2 separate regions of the Rattus norvegicus genome follow, and region 1 is linked to region 2. Evidence: chromatin contacts called from public Hi-C data. All regions are on one chromosome and are shown on one strand. Each heading gives the region's core, a stretch centred on a gene start, on an enhancer-like site or on the middle of the called end of the contact. The rest is flanking DNA. Distances are from core to core; before and after follow the strand shown. Region 1 has its middle 4.3 kb from the start of Clec2g. Region 2 has its middle 17 kb from the start of Klrb1c.

Region 1 (2,700 bases), core at 7-2,506, 210 kb after region 2:
TGAGTATGTTGGGGCCCACAGAAAACAGAGGCACCACATCCTCCTTAACTGGACTTATAGTCAGTTATGAACTACACAGTTTGGCTCCCAGGACCAGAACTCATGAGAATTCTAACTGCTCTTTTAGGATGTCCTAGTTTTGAAAAAGTAGTTTCTACTCAGAAGTTGAAAAATTACTAATATGTTATAAAGACATACTCTGATATTTGCGTAAGTTAAAGTGTTAGCAGCTTTCTTTGAAAACTACAACCAAGACAAAATAATAAGTAAGATATGATTTTATTTTTTTAAGGAGATGTACCAGGGAGATGATTCAGGGCTTAAAAGTTCTTGCCAAATAAGCCTAACCATCTGACCTGTATCCCAGGAACCTAATGGATCATCAGTAGAGGACAGATTCCTGTGAAAACGTGACTCCTACACATATGCCATGGCCAGATATGCCTCTCTCAAGTAATAAAGCAATTTTTTAATGGGCCAAATGTATAACTCTCCAATGTTTCAAATAGGTGAATGTGACTCTTGGATATTATTATTTATAGTACAGTAAAATCTGTTGTTTTGTTTGTTTGTTTTTTTCTGAATAAAGTTGACTCTCAACACTACTGCTCTCCTATAGCTTCCAAGAGTCAAGGAGAAACTGCTGCACTGGGTTGCTTTTGAAATTGTTACAGTGGTAGAAAAGGCCCTTTAAGGGGAAACTTCAGCTTAAGAATAAACCTCAAATCTGCCTGAAGACATATTACAGTGACTACAATATCACACAGAACTCTCTGTCTTCCTGCCTTTTGAAAAGTAGACTTGAAGAGTACTTCCAATGTCACAGAACGTTGAGTGGAAAGTCCTGTAACTTTGCTTGCTTTTCTTCGACTTCTCCCTGTCCCTATAGTTGACATCCAACAGTGGGAAGCACAGATGACCAGCCTAGAAAAAAATACTGACTTTCTATTTAGCCGAGCCATTCATGTCCACAGTGTGTGTTCTGTGGGTCTGGACAAATGGCTGCATAATCGCGTCCCACAATGACACCTTTACTTTGTCACACAATATAGTCTCACTGCCTAAATGTCCCTGTCCTGCTGGTGAAATATCTCCCCAACCCAGGCCAGAAGTCTTTCCTGGGTTCTCTGCTTCCCAGATCTGCTGCAGGCCAGAGCCAGAGGTCCTTGTCACTGAATCAGTCTCCACTCTGAGGCAGGAAGAGGTCTATTAGTCTCTAGTTGAGGGATCTGGAATTAGAAGCATCTGTTTTGGGAAGGGTTGAAAATTCCTGTCTCCTTAGTAAGGTCAGCTTAGGTTTCGTTTCTCAATCAGAGTGCTCTGAAAGAGAAACGAAACACAAAGTAAACCAGAAACAAACATAAAATCAGTCTCCAAATGGCGCCAGCATGGCTCCTGACCTTGTTCCAGCAGTTTAGAATGTTTATTTAAAGTAAAGGATACAGTGATCTGGAAGTTGAAAGAGAGAGCTAGTGGCAAGAGGATTTGGGAGGAAGAAAAAGACCTTTGTTTTGAGCTGGCAGGCCTTTGTCTCAGGTCAAGAGGGTATAGGAGCTCTGCTTGCATGTATGTCTGAGAACCACTTAAGTGCAGGAGAGGCCAGAAGAAGGTATCTAAGCCTCCATAATCAGAATTATACAGATGGTGTGAGCAGTGAGTGCTCTGAGAATTGCACCCTGGTCTTCTTCAAGATCAGCAAGTGCTCTTAACCAATGAGCCATTGCTCCAGTCCTGCCTGTGGGATGATGGCCTTATGCAGACGAAGGCAGGTACAGGATAGAACAAGGCCCGTCATTGGACAAGAAGAAATGATGGGTGGGAGAAAAAAGTTTTAAAGGAGGAGGAGGAGACTGGGAGAGAGGAGCAGCCAAGAGAACATGGAAGTGGATATTAAAATTCCTCTCTACACATTTATAGTTTGTTATGAATATTCTTAAGAGATGGAATGTACAGGATTTTGTATGTCTAGGTGAGCAAATTATATCTTATCAATTGGATCAGATGTTATTGTGTTATGTATTCCTTCATGTGGTGATTTAATTGAGTTCAAGAGAGTATGTGGTGGCTGGACACACTGGGCCACCATGGAATTGGGATGTGTATGTCTGGCATGGTGGCGATCTGCCTTGGGAACTAGATGGGTAGAGAGATTGTTGCCAGGCTCAGAGATTAGCCATCCGCAATGTAATATGGGTTGGAGCTAAGTGGGTGAGAAGCTTTGCTGCTAAGATATAAATATCTAATAGATGCCATGTGGCCCTACAGTGTTGACTCTAGTGGGGATTAAAAGAAGCGATTTTATTAATTTACAGCAACACCTGCCTTCACCCAAAGTACAACTGTGCTATCACTGCTTAGCTGCTGGATGTTGTGTATTGCCTTTGTCTGTTCTATTATAGGAATATAACAGAGCATTCCATGGTAATGAATATATTACCCTTTCCAAAATGCACTACATTTTCTTGTTACTCATGTGTTGCACATGCTTAGTTCTCGATTACACTCTATCACAAACTGAAGTGTGCTGTATCATTTTGATTTACTTATCATGAGTTATAATGCAATAAGAACTCTCACATGGACTTGTTTACTTACTTTTTACACTAAGGAATGGAATTGTTGGTCCTGAGATTAATTAGGGGATCCATCTAGAGCTGTAGATGCTTTCTTTTCTACCTGTATCTCCATAGTCTCTCTTTA
Region 2 (2,700 bases), core at 149-2,648:
TATTACATGGACTATTGCCTTAAACTTACGATGAACTTATGGAATGATAAAATGCCTTTTTTTAAAAAAAACACTGCATCATCAATTATCCTGAGAAAGTATAAAATCCAAGAACAATAATAAAGTGATGGTGCTGCCTTATCTACTTCATCCAGTATAAATATAGGTATCTATTTATGTTCCCCTCTCTCTGTCTCTGTCTCTGTCTCTGTCTCTGTCTCTCTCTCTCATTTCTTTCTTTTCTGTCTGGTTCACAAATAGTTAATGAACTCTGAACCTCTTACCTGGTCAGTGAGCCATCCCTGAGTCAAAGAGGATAATACCCAAGTAACTGAGTTTTTTTTCCCCTGTTGCTCTCAGAAGGAATTAATTGTCAGATGCCAATAGCTGTTGGCTCCTGAATAACAAGAGAGAATTAGATTTCCAGAAGTCATCAGCTTTTGGTCCTGGTTGCAGATGCTACTCTCTTGCCTTCCCCGGGTACCTGAATGTTGAGCAGGACCTGGGCATTGTATTCAGATACCTCAGTATACCAGGAATGGCAGTCAAGTGTACTTCAGACCCAGAGACTTCCTAGCTTTCTTTCACTAATAGCTTTACTTCTGAATTTGCATTGGAGGAGAACCAATACATTTTTCTTTCTCATACGTGTTAAAGCACAGGTGCTCAAATACGGAGAAGGGTCTAACTAATTATAGGACCTGGATCCCTCATGTGATGTGAGCTGTCTTCATTCTCATTTCCCTGTTGGTTGGAGCAGGCATGACAGGCTACACTGCAGTTTAAACTTCAACCCTATTCATGGGGTTTAAAAACCACTAAGGAATTCAGTGTTCTAGTAGACATAGATTGGAGTCATTTGGAAAATTCTACTTCCCATATGGAAACCCAGTTTGACTCTTTAGCCGAGGATGATATTCAGAATTAAAGAGAATTGGCCGTCCTCTTTAGGAGATAAGAATGCCTCTGCATGGCATTAAGAGAAACTTGTTGCTTCTATGCCAATCAGTCAGGAATAATTAGATAAAATTTAGCCATGGTCAAAAATAACCATCAAGGAAAAAGAAAAGAGGCATCGAGATTCTAAACTGGTACTAATCTTTGTTCTCCTTGTCTACTTTATAGCCATGACTAGATAATTAATCCTGTTTTTCCTAGCTGTCAGTATAAGACCCTGCTTGCTCAATTACTTACTTAGATATTTAAGACAGAGAATAAATTCTGTTAAAACATTAGTGCTAAGGAGATGGTATAACCTGTTGCCCTAAGGTGAATCCATGTGTTGACCATGCCCATAGAAACAGTGGCGAATGTGACAGGCCTTCCAGAGCTTAGTAAGTCATTAGCTCTTAGTACAATTGACACTATGATGGAAATACCCTTCAGGTCTTGGAACCCAGCATGTTGACAGTGTTGCCTTGCAAAATGAGAACCAAAACCTAATCCATCAAAGTTCATAGTTCAGGAAAATCTCTACTTGTACTAATATTGGCTTTTAGCTTTGTAGTTTGTAGTTTGCTTCTGGCTAACTGTTCTTGCTGAATGAGGTGTGTTAACCAAGTATGTTGTTTTGTGCTCAAAAGCTCACCCTGGGAAAGACAGGATTTCACTGGGGTCCTGAACAGGTAGATTAGTTGCCAGGTGGCTAATAAAGACTTTTTATTGGCTTGAATCTGTGTCTGAGTGCTCTTCTCTGGTAAGTAGCCCACAACACCTGAGCAAGTAGGTAGCAAAAAATAATCAAGCTCAGAGCCAAAATCAATAAAAATAGAACAAATGAACAAAACCATTCAAAGAATCAATGAAACAAATGTTCGGTTCTTTGAGAAAATCAATAAGATTCACAAACCCTTAGCCAAGTTAACTAAAGGACAACTGAGAATATGTAAATTAACAAAATTAGAGACAAAATGGATATATAACAGCAGACAAGAAATCACTCATAAGGACATATTTTAAAATCTGTAGTATACATAATTGGAAAACATGGACAAATTTGTTGACATTATCACTTATAAAAGTTAAATCAAGATCAGGCAGGCATCTAAACAGATATATAATTCCTAGTGAAGAAGAAGCAGTAATTAAATGTCTACCAACCAAAAAAAGACCCAGGGTCAGATTGATTTAGAACAGAATTCCACCAGATTTTGAAAGAATTAATGCCAATATTCCCCAAATTATTCCCTAAAATATAAACAGAAGAAACACTGTATAATATTTTTTACAATCAGGTCCACAATTATACTATACCTAAGACACCGAACACCCACAAAGAAAAAGTTATCATTGAACAATTTCCCTTATGAATATAGATGCAAAAATTCTCAAACTGAATTATAAGAACAATCAAAAGGACCATCAACTATGATCAAGTAGGTGTCATACTTGATCATAGCAGTGACATAGGGATGGTTCAAGATATATAAATCTAATCAATATTACTCACCAGATAAACAGACTAAAAGACAAAACTGTGTGATCATTTCATTAGATGAAAAAAAAAGGCATTTGGAGAAAAATCCAACATCCATCCATGATGAAAGCGAACATAAGAAAGGCAGTTTACAGCCAATACCCTGCCAACTCCAAGCTAAATAGAGAGAAACTCAAAGCATTTGCACTAAAATCAGGAACAAGATAAGATTTTCTATCCTCTCCATACCTATTCCATACAGTACTTGAATGCTTAGCTAGAGC

Evidence for each region. Hi-C and Micro-C count contacts between places; a contact is called where the count stands out from the background.
Region 1: a Hi-C map of liver shows a contact between it and region 2, with 4 times the contacts expected there. The contact joins two enhancer-like sites. A contact is called at or near these places in 3 of 12 Hi-C or Micro-C datasets (hepatocytes, kidney and liver).

The regions. Positions count from the first base shown.
Region 1 is chr4:164,298,210-164,300,909 of GRCr8, forward strand. It overlaps the pseudogene Rhox5-ps1. Among named protein-coding and RNA genes, the nearest start is that of Clec2g, 4.3 kb to the right of the region's middle. Within about 2 kb of position 1,257, at least 39 of the 93 cell types and tissues checked have an H3K27ac peak or open chromatin away from gene starts, as enhancers often do. A contact at or near this core is called in liver, where this site is marked.
Region 2 is chr4:164,083,598-164,086,297 of GRCr8, forward strand. No RefSeq gene overlaps it. Among named protein-coding and RNA genes, the nearest start is that of Klrb1c, 17 kb to the left of the region's middle. Within about 2 kb of position 1,399, at least 2 of the 93 cell types and tissues checked have an H3K27ac peak or open chromatin away from gene starts, as enhancers often do. A contact at or near this core is called in liver, where this site is marked.